3 separate regions of the Mus musculus genome follow, and all the other regions are linked to region 3. The links are chromatin contacts, called in public Hi-C maps. All regions are on one chromosome and are shown on one strand. Each heading gives the region's core, a stretch centred on a gene start, on an enhancer-like site or on the middle of the called end of the contact. The rest is flanking DNA. Distances are from core to core; before and after follow the strand shown. Region 1 overlaps Gm30957 (predicted gene, 30957). Region 2 has its middle 69 kb from the start of Gm30957. Region 3 has its middle 57 kb from the start of Gm13219.

What was found. A called contact is a pair of places that touch in the nucleus more often than the background predicts.
Region 1: a Hi-C map of group 2 innate lymphoid cells shows a contact between it and region 3, with 5 times the contacts expected there. The contact joins two enhancer-like sites. A contact is called at or near these places in 2 of 484 Hi-C or Micro-C datasets (Th2 cells and group 2 innate lymphoid cells).
Region 2: a contact with region 3 is called in a Hi-C map of group 2 innate lymphoid cells, with 7 times the contacts expected there. The contact joins two enhancer-like sites. A contact is called at or near these places in 2 of 484 Hi-C or Micro-C datasets (Th2 cells and group 2 innate lymphoid cells).

The regions. Positions count from the first base shown.
Region 1 is chr2:8,963,644-8,968,567 of GRCm38.p6, reverse strand. The region is part of intron 1 of Gm30957 (predicted gene, 30957); the gene reads right to left. Among named protein-coding and RNA genes, the nearest start is that of Gm30957, 19 kb to the right of the region's middle. Within about 2 kb of position 3,442, at least 6 of the 459 cell types and tissues checked have an H3K27ac peak or open chromatin away from gene starts, as enhancers often do. A contact at or near this core is called in group 2 innate lymphoid cells, where this site is marked.
Region 2 is chr2:8,875,352-8,880,074 of GRCm38.p6, reverse strand. No RefSeq gene overlaps it. Among named protein-coding and RNA genes, the nearest start is that of Gm30957, 69 kb to the left of the region's middle. Within about 2 kb of position 2,989, at least 2 of the 459 cell types and tissues checked have an H3K27ac peak or open chromatin away from gene starts, as enhancers often do. A contact at or near this core is called in group 2 innate lymphoid cells, where this site is marked.
Region 3 is chr2:9,293,097-9,297,728 of GRCm38.p6, reverse strand. No RefSeq gene overlaps it. Among named protein-coding and RNA genes, the nearest start is that of Gm13219, 57 kb to the left of the region's middle. Within about 2 kb of position 3,063, at least 1 of the 459 cell types and tissues checked has an H3K27ac peak or open chromatin away from gene starts, as enhancers often do. A contact at or near this core is called in group 2 innate lymphoid cells, where this site is marked.

The DNA of each region.
Region 1 (4,924 bases), core at 2,193-4,692, 330 kb after region 3:
ACCTGGTGTGAGGAAGTTAAATAAACATGCAATTTCCTAATCAGCTGAGATCAATGCTTTCTGAGAGGTGCAGTTTGGTCTGGTAAACATAGAATTGATACAACATGGAGAAACTGAGAATAATGCCAATATTGGAAATGTAGTAACAGGGACAACAACAATGTTTAGAGACAATAGTCTCACACTCCCAGGGTTTAGTGACTCATTCAGTTAAATTAGCATATTGAGATGATCACAAATAGCATCGAACTCTCTAAACTTGCTAGATATACCAAAAGAGAAAGGCCTGCCTAATATTTAAGGATCCATATGAAGTATAGTTCAGAGTTACTATGCTGTTCTTAATAGGAAATGGGGCAGATTCTTATCTAAAAGCTGGAAGTATATCATTCTATTTCCTTTGGTTTCCCATAGCAGATTCTTAAATTCTTTAATTCTCCGGTTATATTGAAGTTGATATATATTTGTTCTACAACAGAAACCCTAGGGTTTATTTGCTGGTCACACTTGCATTCTAGTCTCTTTATCTTCTTTTCTGCTACATTCTACAGTTAATGTACTTTACTATAAAATAACACATCAGTTTCATCATTGAGGAAATGATACATTGAGAAATCAGTATCATGTCTTCCAAATATCTTCTTTGAAGACAATGACCATTTCCAAATAGGAACACAAAGGCTGTATTTGTGTTGCAAACGTACCACAGGCTCCCTGCACTACAATCATGCAGGGTTTCAGGCAACTCTGTGTTTTAGCATAAAGTATGTGAGGGGAGATATTTCTTTGTGTGAACAATAATACTCATTTCCAAGAATCCTGGATGTCAGACTGGCTGGGAATTATTTTCAAAGATGAACAAAGACATTTGACATTTTGAGATGAACAATAAAACAAAATGATAACAAGTGAATATATGTTTGTAGATGCATGTATGTGATGCATGTGATTCATAGGGAATAAGGAGTCAAGGAGAGAGGTAGGGGAAGAGAAGGGGAACCTCAGTCTGAGGAACTTGGACTTGTAGGCAACTACAAAAGGTAAGGGACTCTGGCTTCAGTATTTCAAGCCTTAATTAATTAGGAAGAAGATGTGTTCTATAAAGAGTAACCAACTCTGCATGTACAGAACACAGAGAGAATGTTACTCAGTCTGAACACTTTGGACGGAAGGCATAAGTTTATCCTTAATCCAAGGGTAAGCTCAAGGGTATTTTGATTTATATTTTCTTATTAATTCTTTGTAGTCTGTCTGAGGAAAGAAATATTGGTGTACATAGTTGGGCTAAGATAGTAAAAAGTGAGTTTTATTTCATGTGAATAAGCTATATACATAAAAATAAGGATTATTGCATGAGGATTTTGTGCAATATATTTTATATTATAACATATCATCTATGCCAACCTTCTGGCTCTATCAATGAAGTAATTATATGGAAAAAAGGTATCGCTATGTGATCAAAGCAGTGCTTAGACTTGGGAGCTCATGGAGAATATTCAGTGAGTAGATCGCTAGTAGTTTTGTTTATTCTCTAACTATTAACATCTACTGTATGAAGATCTAATTGAAAACTTATATCAAAACCAGAGTAACACATCTGCTATTGATAAAACTCAAGTACATGAGTCAAATCAATGCTCTTGTTTGCATCTCTCATGCAACTTACTCCCAAATATTGTTTAATTTTCCAAATATTTTGAAGTATCAGAATGACTACTCATATTCAATAGCTGGATAAAAACAAGGGGTAAAGGTGATTAGGTGGTATTTCTATCTGAGAATGTGAGTTTGCCTTATAATGCTACACGGACATCTTCTTTTATTGCTCTCATGTTCCATTTATCATGGGATAAAAGAATATCTCTTGATTTTTACTTATTCGGCTCAGACATGATTAAAGCAGGCAAAAATGACTGCAGAGTAAGGCAGAGAGCTCAGCTTGTTTATTGGATAGAAGTTGGGAAAAGAGTAATATGGCAACAACACTGAAGAATATATGACTGGGGCTAGAACTGTTGAGACTTCCAGTTTCCATAGTGTAGCTGCAAAGCAAAGAATGACTTGAGTAAAAACTCCAGAGCTCATCAGTGAAAGAGAATGCATGCTTACAGTCAGTTTAAATACAGTGTTGTGTTTGTTTATTTTATGTGAATGTTTTGCCTGTATGTATGTATGTATGTATGTATGTATGCATGTATGTATACTACATACAGCTTGGTATACATGGAGGACAGAATATGTCATAGGATCCCCAAGAACTAGAGTTACAGATAGTTGTCAGCCACTATGTGGATGCTGGAAATTGAATACAGGGACTCTGCAGAAACAAGTGCTCTTATCTACTAAATCGTTTCTCTAGCCCTCTAAAGAATATATTGTTACTATGAAGACTCAGAACAAATTAGCTCTATATCTATTTACTGTTTGATATGTAGGAGGTAGCCATTCTTAATATTTAAAATGTATAATTCTCTGGGGTTGAGACAATGGTTCAGTCTGTAAACTCTTTCTCTCCAGCATAAAGACCTCAGTTCAATGCCCAGTACTCATATGAAGGACAAGGTAGCATGATGTATGCATGTAACCTCAGCAATGAGATGGGAGGGAGACAGGTAGATTCCTGGCTTTTATTTGCCAGGCAGCCTACCTGAATCTGTGAGTTGCAGTTTCAGTGAGAGACCATACCTCAAAAATATGATGAACAGTGATTAAGCAATACACCCAGAATTGACTTCTGGCCTAAACACACACACACACACACACACACACACACACACACACACACACACACACACATTCTTACACACATGCACATAGGAACACATATACCATGTGCATACCCCTAAGTGGCCAACTGAATTACCAAATTGCTTTTAAGAATTTATGCTTAAAATGCCTTGCATCAATGACATTTTGAGGTAACTTTTCTGTCTCTGCTTTATATGATATGTCTTTCATTAACATTGGATAGCTTTCCAGTTAAAATGAAAATGAGTTTCCCATCACTACCTATATTTCAGTAGTGCAGTAGCATATAACAATGCCTTTTGATCTGGAAAGTGCAGTGACTGGATTCACATGGCTTAGGCTCAAGTTAACCACCACATCCTCCTTCCATCTAAAAATAGCCCATATCTTTCCAAATGGGTACCAAACCCTCTAAGTTCTTAGAACTTGTTTTTCCCCCATACTTAAATTTGAAGCCACCCACCTGGTTTTAGGTATTTTTTGAGGTAGAAGGGAGGGCTAAAAGGCAGTATTCTGCAGAATATTCTCTTGCCTTTCCTAGTTACCAAAGTTCTATTACTTCCGTTACAAAGTGGCTTTGATGTGCTTATGGGTGAGAGGGCAAAGGAACCAGAGTCAGAGTAGGTTTGAATGTGTGGGGTATGACATTAATTTGCACTTGAATAATCATTTCTGGATATGCATACAGGATATCAGCATATCTGCTTCAAACATGGGGAAAATCCCCTAAAGTCAGTCAACTCATTGCTCTACATAGTTTAAACCACAGGCTCAAATTTTTTTTAAACCAAGTTCATTATTGCTGTGTGTCATGCAGATATCAGTTGACTTTATTACAGAAGAGTAAACTTTGCACAAACCAAAAGAGGTAATGATCTTAATATGATCCCATTGGAAAAACCATGGTTTCTACCAAGTATTTTCCTATTTATAACAATAGAGAAGAATCATGTGTCCAGTATATTCAGCTTCCCCACTTAGTAGCATCTTGCAAAACAGCAGAGCAATGACACAGACAGGCAAGATACAGAACATTTCTTTTACTGTACAATTCTTTTCTGTTGGCCTGATAATAGCCAGACCAACTTCCTGCTTGTCTCCATTCCCACACTAACCCTTAGCAACCTCTAACCTATTGCATTCCCATACTTCTCTTATTTCAGGAACGGCACATAAGAGAATTGTATTGTGTGACTTTTGAAGTTCATTTTTATCCACTTAGTGTTGTTCTTCAGAGACTCATCAGGGTTTTGGCGGATGGAAGTATATGCCTTTATTGCCAAATAGTGGTCCATGGCAAGTGTTTAACCTCAACCTGCTGAGGAAAATTGGGTTGTTTTCTGTTGTTTTTGTTTTGTTTTCTTTTGCTTTTGTTTTGCAACAACTGTAAACAGATGTTGCTTTAGTGATCCATTTAGTGTCATATTTTTTCTTATTTTGCACTTTTATGTATTGATTTGACTTTCTCCAGTAGCTGGAAAGAAAAGCGATCTAGTGCTGTGTGGTATTCTTAAGCATGTGCAGCTCTGATGTCTCTTATCAAAGGAACATTTGTTGCATGAGTTTTGTTCAAGTGTTAGTTACAGGGCTTTTGGCCATAAACTCAGGGTTACTTCTTAAAAAACAATATATGTTAAGTGTGGTGTCCCAGCATAGGAACACACTTAAAACACAGCTATGTATTGACTGGCTAATAAAATGCAACCAGAGACTTCTATGGACTTGCCCTGCATTTTCCTGTGAGAAGTGTGTAGATGCTTTCTAGTCTAGAATCTATAGCTATTTTAGAGACTATAATCACTCCACACAAATGATAACAGTTACATTCTATTACAGGACAGTTATTTCATAGACTATAACCACGACACATAAACTAAGAACAATTCTGTTACATGAGGTAATCATGGAGAGTAACAATATTATATATATAAAAGCCTCCCAATAAACCAAAACCAAGTGTCTCTTCCCCCAAATGCTCTTCCTCCATGAGGTACTTCTCCATTATCTAGTACATAATGTGAGAGTGAACACACGCCCAAGGTTTGGAAGGTAATGGTTTTCTTTTACTTGAAAGCACTGGGGAACCACCCAATGAAGAATGTCAAGGTAAAATTTTTATTTTTGAAGATTATTTGGGTATATATAGAAATGAATTGGTGAATGCATATAAAGAAAC
Region 2 (4,723 bases), core at 1,740-4,239, 420 kb after region 3:
GAGGCCAAACCTTATTTGTAATAGCCAGAAGCTGCAAACAACCCAGATGTCCCGCAGTGGAAGAATGGGTACAGAAAATGTGGCACATTTACAGTGGAAAACTATTCAGCTATTAAAAATGACAACATCACAAAATTTTCAGGCAAATAGATGGTGCTAGAAACTCATCCTGAGTGAGGTAACCCACATCCAAAAGGACACGCATGTTATGTCATCACTAATAAGTGGATGTTAGCTAAAAAGTACAGATTTCCTAGAATACAACCCATAGAATTTAAGAACTATAACAAGCAGAAGGGCCAAATAAGGATGTTTCAATCCCACTTAGAAAGGGGAAGAAAATAATCAGGGGAGGCAGAGGAAGGGGAGGAGAAAAGAGGAACAGGATCAGGTAAGGAGTCAGGGGAACAAGAGAGAAGCCCAGAGGGCCAGCAGAATGAATGGAAGTATGAAGTCTCAGAAGGTGATAGGGAGGGAGACCCTCCAGAAAGTACTAGAGACATGGATGGTAACTCTCAGGACTCAAAGGGAAGGACATTAGATAAAATGCCTAACAGTGGGGAGAGGAAACTCGAAAAGTCCACCTCAAATAGATAGGAAGGGCCTCAAGAGAAATGGTGTTACCAACCCACAGGCAAAATTTCTGACCCAGAAGTGTTCCTGTCTAAAAGAACTGCAGGGACAAAATTGGAGAATAAACTGAGGGAACGTTTTTCCAGTGACCAGCCCAGTTGAGGATTCACCTCATGGGGTGGGGGTGGGGGCACCAAGGCCTGATCCTATTACTGATGCTATGCTATGCTTACAGACAGGAACCTAGCATGGCTGTCCTCTTTGAGGCCCTACCAGCAGCTGACTGAGACAGACTCAGATACTTATACCTGTCAGGAACCTCTATGGTTGAATTAGGGGAAAGATAGAAGAAACAGATGAGGAGAGCGGTCCCATAGGAAGACCATGTCTCAACTCACCTGGACCCCTGGGAGTTCCTAGACACTGAGCCACCAATCAGACAGCATGCAAAAGCTGGTCTGAGCCCCCCAGCATAGATTGTGAAATTTTAAAAAAATGATCATAACCTCTCATTCAGTGGTAAGGGAGTTTTTTTTTTAATTATGCCTTTGGTATTTTGTGTATTCTAGTTCACATTTAGCTTTTCTACATAATACTTTGTATGCTTTTTCAATGCTCTGTTTTGAAGGAAACTCTTTTTCAGTCGAAGATTAAAGTAGCTGGAAGATTGGCTTGAACCAGAGATTTCTATTCATACTGACAAAGCCTAGTAGAAGCAAGGAGAGCTGCAGCTCAGAATGGTTCTATTTTATTTCTGTAGGAAAATAAATGACCTAAAGTTATTGGTGTCAAATTTGAAATAAAACCAATGAGTTCATAGTCAACTGAGGAGACCCCCCAACACTAGTAGTTTATCAATTCTACAGTGGGAAAATATTGACATAGTAATGATTTTTGTCTTTATCAAAATCAGACAGTAGTTTCCAAAGTCTCACAGACTTGAACAGATTCGTCCAAGTAGAAGGCTTTACTTTAAAAATTGTTTCATTTATAGTCTTGTTTTGTTTCTTCAATACCAAGATTTTATTGTCCCAAGACTTTTTAGAGTTTTGAATTTCTTTCATCCTTTAGGTTAATGTTCTTCTTAGATAAATTTCAAGATGAATCCTTGGATAAGAGAAATTCATGGAAAACTGTATAATCGGTAGAGAACCTTCCTCTTGACTTGAATTGCTCACTCCTCTAGACCAGAACTCTTTTGTATCTGGCTTGGAGTAAATTAATTTCGTTAGATTAGGGGAAAATGGAATTCTACTTTTCAATTTGAAATTCACTTAGTATCAAAGTGACTGTAATTAATTTTTTTTCTGATGATCTGAAAAATGTAGTCATAAATTATAAATAACCTATCAAAGGAACGTTGGAAAGTACACCTGATAAAGAACATTGCAAGTGTGGTCCACTTTCTTTCCTCACATGAAATGTGATTTTCTAACACATGAAAGGCATGCGATTAGTGCCATCTAGTGCACTGATCCATCATGGGAGCAATCTTATCAGTTCATCATAGTTTGTTTTTTCAAAAGGCTTTCTGAAAAGTCATCCAATTTCTCAAGACCATTTAATTCAAGTTAATATTAAACCGTTGATTTAATTTTTGTTAAAAGCTAACCTATTTACATGCTACAGTTCTTAAAGAGAGTTAGAAATCAGATAGATCATTAATTCCTTATCATTATTTTAATTGATTGGGATTTTCCTTGAACTCTCTGGAAGCATAACCTACAGTTTATTGCTTTAACCTGTGGGCACACCAAAAATAATTGTGTGTGTGTGTGTGTGTGTGTGTGTGTGTGTGTGTGTGTGTGTGTGTATGTGTGTGTATGTATGTGTGTGTGTATGTATGTGTGTGTGTGTATGTATGTATGTGTGTGTGTATGTGTGTGTGTGTGTGTATGTATGTGTGTGTGTGTGTGTATGTATGTGTGTGTGTATGTGTGTGTGTGTGTATGTGTGTGTGTGTATGTGTGTGTGTGTGTATGTGTGTGTGTGTGTGTGTAATTTGTTGCCACCACTAAGTTCAGTAGTGATCTCTATTAAGTTTCTAATTGTATCAAAAATATCAGTTTTCTGATTCAGAGATTTCTCTGTGTATGATAAAAATACCACGACTTCTGAGGCCATCGCAGGAGATTTATTCCTCGGGAGTTAATGTTACTAATTTGAGAAAAACAAAACAAAACAGAAATGATAAAATTCCATACACTGTGCTTAAGTTAGTCCTGGGCGCTCCCACACATCCTGCCTATTTAATTCATTAAGATTTCTCTGGCACATTGAGTGCCTGAGAAAATTTTGAGTCAGAAATTACAGTGACTTAAAGAAAGTCAAGTTGATTAATAATAGTAATGCAGCACACAGCGATCTCTCCAGGGGAAGGTTAGTCACAGAGAAAATTCTGTCTCAGTTTCCTTTTATCTGATAAGGTAGCCAACCTCAGGCAAACAGTGCAGCCTATAAATGAGTTGGTGTTCCCCGGTGTCCTATGTTCTGTCTCAACAGCTTTTTCTTCTCCCCCTAACCATGTCTTCTTCCCCCCGATTTCCATCTTCTCTCTACTCCTTTATTAACTTACCTTCCAACTTTTAATAATGTCAAACTAGGAGATGGAAGAATATTGGAAGGAATGTGTTCACTGGCAAGGCAGCTTGTTCTCCCTTCCATGTAACACCAGACAAATTAGATATGAGATCAGTAGAATACCTACATCATTTCTAATGACCAAGAATTCCTAGACCTAAACTTGACCTATTTAGTTTGGTCTGTGGTGTTCAGTGTTAGTGTAAATTATCCTTGCATGTATTGTATACAATAGATGTAATTAATGGGTGCCCCTTTAACATAAAGGTAGTCCCAGTTTCAGTCACTTATTACTTATTTTCATGATATAGTAAGTATTTCTTTGGCCGTGGAGAAGAGTTAAAGGGATTTTCATTATAGAAAAGCTTATAAGAGGCTGAAAATAATCTTTAAGATGAGATAGTTCAAAATGGTAGCAAGAACTATGAAGACGTTTATAAGAAAGAACATTTGGAATGGGGTAGGTTTAGTAAAGCTTTGAGGATTATTAAATATTATTGGATTCAAGAGAATATTTTGAAAGGCATATATTTGAGAAGTAGATAGCTAAAAGGAATAAGGATTGTGTCCTGTTCTACAACTGATGCAAAGCTCATACATCATGCAACATTTAATAACTGAGCAAATCACAATTTACTGCTGACTGAAGTTTCAGAAAGTGCTTTTATGGAAATAGTGTTTGAGCAGAAAAAATAACTAAGACTATTTTATGAACTGGAAAATGAAGGTAACATTATTTGTGACAGATAAGTTTAGGAATTGTGTATAGGAAACTAGAAATATTTATTACTCTGTTATTCATCTATTTTTGTACATGTATACATTTGTCAAAGGATACATATATACATTCAATAATGTCACTTCCTATTTAGGAAATCATACAATACAACAAACTTGGAAATAATCCCAATGGATACAATGTAGCTTCCTGATGAAGACACATAAGCTACGGAGAGTTTATTAGTAAACTATACTGTGACTTGCCAGCAGAGTTCTGTAAGTTCTCTGTCTCTGTCTCTGTCTCTGTCTCTCTCACTCTCTCTCTGTCTCTCTGTCTCTCTGTCTCTCTGTCTCTCTCACTCTCTTTCGTGTGTGTGTTTCAAGAGAGGAACATTCATTAGGAACATTATATTCTAATAAAACTACTACCTGCATATAACAGACATGTCAAATAAAATATAAGTAAAGTAATATTTTTACTATTGATACAGTCTATTCCTTATTGACATGGGTAACAAGCATCTTCAGCCTAGCTCAGGAGAAAAGTTATAATATATAGAGGAAAGTAATTTGAATTCTGTCTTCTGAAACATCACTCATATAAGAGGTCACCCTGTGTAGTCACAAAGGGTGAACTTCCCAGCAGATGTGGGAAAAAAACACAATTTAAAAAGGAAGAGATTTTTAAATTTTGTATTTTTTCATTGTAATCATATATCTCTGTGACAGGATGTATTTGTTTGTTCTCATGTCACTGTGTGAGTGTAGAAGTCAGACGAGAACTTTGTAAAGTTGGTTCTCACTTTCTACCTTTACCTGGGTTCTAGGAATGAGCTGTAGTCATAAGACT
Region 3 (4,632 bases), core at 1,814-4,313:
CACCCTGATGAGTGCCCAGGACAGGTGCCCAGTGCACCTGATGAGTGCTCAGGTACCATGGGGCCTGATGTGTTCTCTCTCTCACTCTCTCCCCCTGTCTCTGTCTCTCTTTCTCTCTTGTGCATGTGTGTATGTCCTCTCTGTCTCTTTCTCTGTGCCCTCTCCCTCTCCCTCTCCCCCTCCGTCTCCCCCTCCCCCTCCCTCTCCCTCTCCCCCTCCCCCTCCCCCTCCCCCTCCCCCTCTCCCTCTCCCCCTCCCCCTCCCCCTCCCCTCTCCCTCTCCCTCCCCCTCCCCCTCCCCCCCTCTCTCTTGCTCCCCCTCTCTGTCATTGTCTGTCTGTCTGTCCCTGTCTGTGTGTCCCCTTTGCCATTGTCTGTCTCTGTCCGTCTGTTCATCCATCTGTCTGTCTGTCCATCTATCTGTCTGTGTCCCCTCAGTCTCTGCCTCTTTCTGTGCATGTGTGTGTTAATAGCTCCAGCGTCCTGCATACCTTTAGCTTTGCTAATGTTCAGAACATGGATTTAATTGATAAAGTGTCCTCAAGACTGAAGCTGAAAGTAGGCCCGGACTTTTGGAGCCAGCCCTGGAAGCCAATTTTATTTTATTTTACCCCACCAGTGTAGAGCTGCTTTCTGGAAGGACATATTCACAGTATGAATATTTTACTTGAACGTTTTTCTCACTTGAAACAGGGTCTTACTGTCATCCATACTGCATTGAAGCTGTGGTACTCCTCCTGCTTTAGTCTCCCCCACTCTGGCATTACACTCATGAGCCACCCCACTCCCGGTAACCTGAATACTGAAGCTGCCATACCTTCACCAAATATTTTCCTTTTCAGATAGAGTGAAAACAAGATCTTTCCAGTAAATAAATAAATAAATAAATAAATAAATATCACCACCTAGGAAGTTCTGCCCTCTATTCTGTTTGAGTGTGATGTCTAAATGGCCTAACATCTTCTAAAACCAAAACCTACAGTTTAATGATGCAAGAGGAAACAGATTGATTCTGATTGCCATGCAGTTTAACTTGATGGTTGGAATTGGTTCTGAAATGTGTTATGTCTACAACATAAACACAATAAACATTTCTTTCCCTGAATGCTCAATCTCTGGGTGGAGCCGCAGCATCCAAAAATGGTGCTATTCATACTCCATTTCTAAAAAAAATAAGAAAAAAGTACTTGTCTATCAACATTTCTTTTTGTCTCTTACTTTGTCTTCCTGTCTTCCTCAATTTTTCTATCTCGTCTCTTCCCCTTCCTCCCTTTCTTTCTCTCCTTCTTTGCTTTCTTCTATCCTTTTAGTCTTAATGTTTGGGATCAGTTCTTATGAAGCTCTTATGATGGCTCCAGATCAGTCTTACCCTGGGCCTCCTCAGTACTAGGGTCATAAGTGTGTTCCATCATGCTTGGCAAGAACCCATTTCTGTATTTGGTGGAATAGTTGACTGGAATGACATAACCATAATTTTTGGCTAGGCAATCAAGGCAAATGATATGTTCGTGGATGTGGCAGGAGATAAATCTTGTGCTCTTTACTTGTCAGGATCATGAAATCTCTTTCGCTCATATGAAGATCACAAGGGCTCAGAGTAAACACAGCTAGGAGGTTACCTGGCCTGTTACTGAGTCAATGGGATGAAATAGTGTGTGTGTGTGTGTGTGTGTGTGTGTGTGAACCCTCTGTTAAGTGTACACCTCTACATAAATGTCACATGTTAACCACCCTTACAGCTTTTCTGCTAGAGGATAGTGTGTTCCTAGTGGCCAAGTCCTGAGCAGATCAGCTTAATGATAAAACTATCCAGAAGAGCACTGGCCTCTTCATTTCTCTTGCCCTTAGTCATACACTGAGCAGATCATTTTCATAGCAAATTTAATGTACTCACTGGCTCAAGTCTAGATAGGAAGAGCTAAAGAGGTAATTACTGTTCTATCTTATTAATTTATTACTGAAACATGCACTCTGTTAAATGGCAGAATTCTGAGAGGATTCACCTGCCCTATAATTGAGAAGTGACTTAGATTAGACCCATCCCTAACAACCCAATAGCACATTCTCTCTAAATCAAATAAGATATGACTACTGATTCATACTGCATGTCACTACTGGGTAATATGTAAGCTCAGCCTTGTATCTAAGGATTCTCTTTGTTCTGTTTCCATCTTTTAGGGAAGAAGATCAGGAAAATGTATTATGTAAGAAAAAAATGTATTCAATGAAGAAGATCAAGTGATCATATAACAAGCATATTGACCATAAAAATTATTTGTTTTTACTAGGAAGTGTTGAAATGAATATGACTAAAGCCTGCATATTGATGTCAAAGATATATAAATTCTTTGTATTTAAGGGCAGAACACATGATGTTTTTGCTTGCCTTTGATTTGAATGTCAAGGAACAAATATTTGGATTCCATAGAGACATGCTCCTATTATAAATAAGAAAATGCCATATCACCAAGTAATTTATAATTTGCCACAATGAGAGGGAGACAGAATGTATATAATGAAACATGGAAAGAGCAACTAATTAGTGACAATCTGTATATGACTTGAGAACTCACCGGAGACTAGAGTCTCCACATGCATACGAGTCCTACAGATTTCTAAATAACAAATAGAGATGTTATTTATTATCTTTTTTTTTTTCAAGTTACCTGGGAGAAGAAGCTTCAGATAAATGCAGGGCAAACTGGCTCAAGTTTGTCTTGGAAGAACACAGAGGTGAGAGAGAGAGTTCAGCCTAAAATCAGGAACTATGAGCCTAGGAGTGGGTCATTGGCTTAAGTCAAAAGGAAATGAGTGACATTTTTGAGGGTGCCTGATACTTGTCTCACCTCCTTGTGTCTGACGTGACAAGTGTCATCTATAATCTTATCATAATGTTCTATTCTTCACCCAGAGTATTTTTTCTGTTCTCTTCTTAAAACCAACAATTCTTAACCTTAATTTAGTGTCACTTTTTCCATGAAGGTAGGTTAGAACAGAGAACCCAGTCATGTGCCATGTAAGCACACATCACTTCTCTGCTCAGTGTGTTTGTCACCCTTCACACAGTTGTCACTGGCTTGTGTCACTCAACAGACTGGAAACTTGATGACACTGGGGCTTGCCTGTTTCCTAAGTTCTTTACTATTCTGAGTCATATTTCTCCTATCCTAGGTTCTGTGAGCTTCTCACAGCATCCCCTTTGCACTGTCATTGCCCAGGTAGATAAGGCTGTCCTACAATCCTACCTACTTGAGTCTTATCCAGAATTCTCCCCTACACTCTTTAGAAGCCATTTTCTACTTTTAGATCCTCAATGCTGGGTCTGTTGTCCCGCTGGCTTCTCTTCCCACCCATGTTGAACAGTGCATCCTTACGATAGAACCCAGGACTATGAAATGCACGTCTGAATTCATTTTCTAGAACTTTCTAAGGAAATGATGCTTATTTGATTATTCTTAAAAAGAATGGACTCAAAAAGGCTTTAAAAATATTTATTTATTTACTTATCTATTTATTTAATTTGTGGTGTGTGTGTGTGTGTGTGTGTGTGTGTGTGTGTGCGCGCACGTGCGTGCACACACACACACACGCACACATGAATGTAAGTACCTAAAGAGGCTAGGAATGGATGTTAGGTCTCCCAGAGCTGGAGTTACTGGTGGTTAAGAGAGACCCTATGTGGGAAATGAACTCTAATCTTCTGAAAGGGCCTTCAGAGCTCTTAAGTACTAATCTCTAGGCCCTTCGTTTATTTTATGCATGAAAGTATATGATGTGGTCAGGCCTGGTGAAGTTACTCCTAATAAAACCCAAAAGAAAAACAGTTAATTTTTTTTTCCTTTGAGAAACAAGTAATGGAAAACATGAAGAACAAAACTAGATCCTACTGCCATAATGATACCTGAACATTGCTCCCTGTGACCACTTCTGGGATATGATGGTCACAGGATGGAAGATAAATATTATCTGTCTTGACAAAGGGGTATAGAAGGGTTGAGACATCTTGATGTCATTTATAGTAATGGGAACATGGAACAGGTTATTTTAAAAATGGATGTATCTTTGAGTTAGGAAAAATCTATTAAATTTTGGAATTGTTTCTAAAGAGATATTTATTGTGTCATTAAAGATTTAAAAATAGTTGTAAGACTAAACCAAGAGCTGTGCTATTTGATGGTTATCTTATTTCTGATTTAGAACATATTAAGAAATCACCATTAAGATTTCCCACTTTGTACCTTATTGCATATATGTGGATGCAGATTTAACATTTATGTAAAATGCGCAGTTACAATTTAAAAAATTATTTATAATTTTGTATTCACCTAATGTGTGTTTGTGTGCCTGAATGCATATGTGAATGTGCACACATGTTTAAGGCTACATACACACATCTGGAGGTGGTATGTGTATACATGCTGGCCCATGTTTTATGGTATATTTCTGAAGGTCAGAGAATAAACTGTGGGAATTGGTTGGTTCTTTCCTTCTGCTGGGTGAGTCTTGAGAACTGAACTCAGTTATCAGGCTTAGTGGCAAACCACTTTGATGACCCTGCAGTTAAATTTACCAAGGTATATGCCTTAAATTCTCTCTCTCTCTCTCTCTCTCTCTCTCTCTCACTCTCTCATAC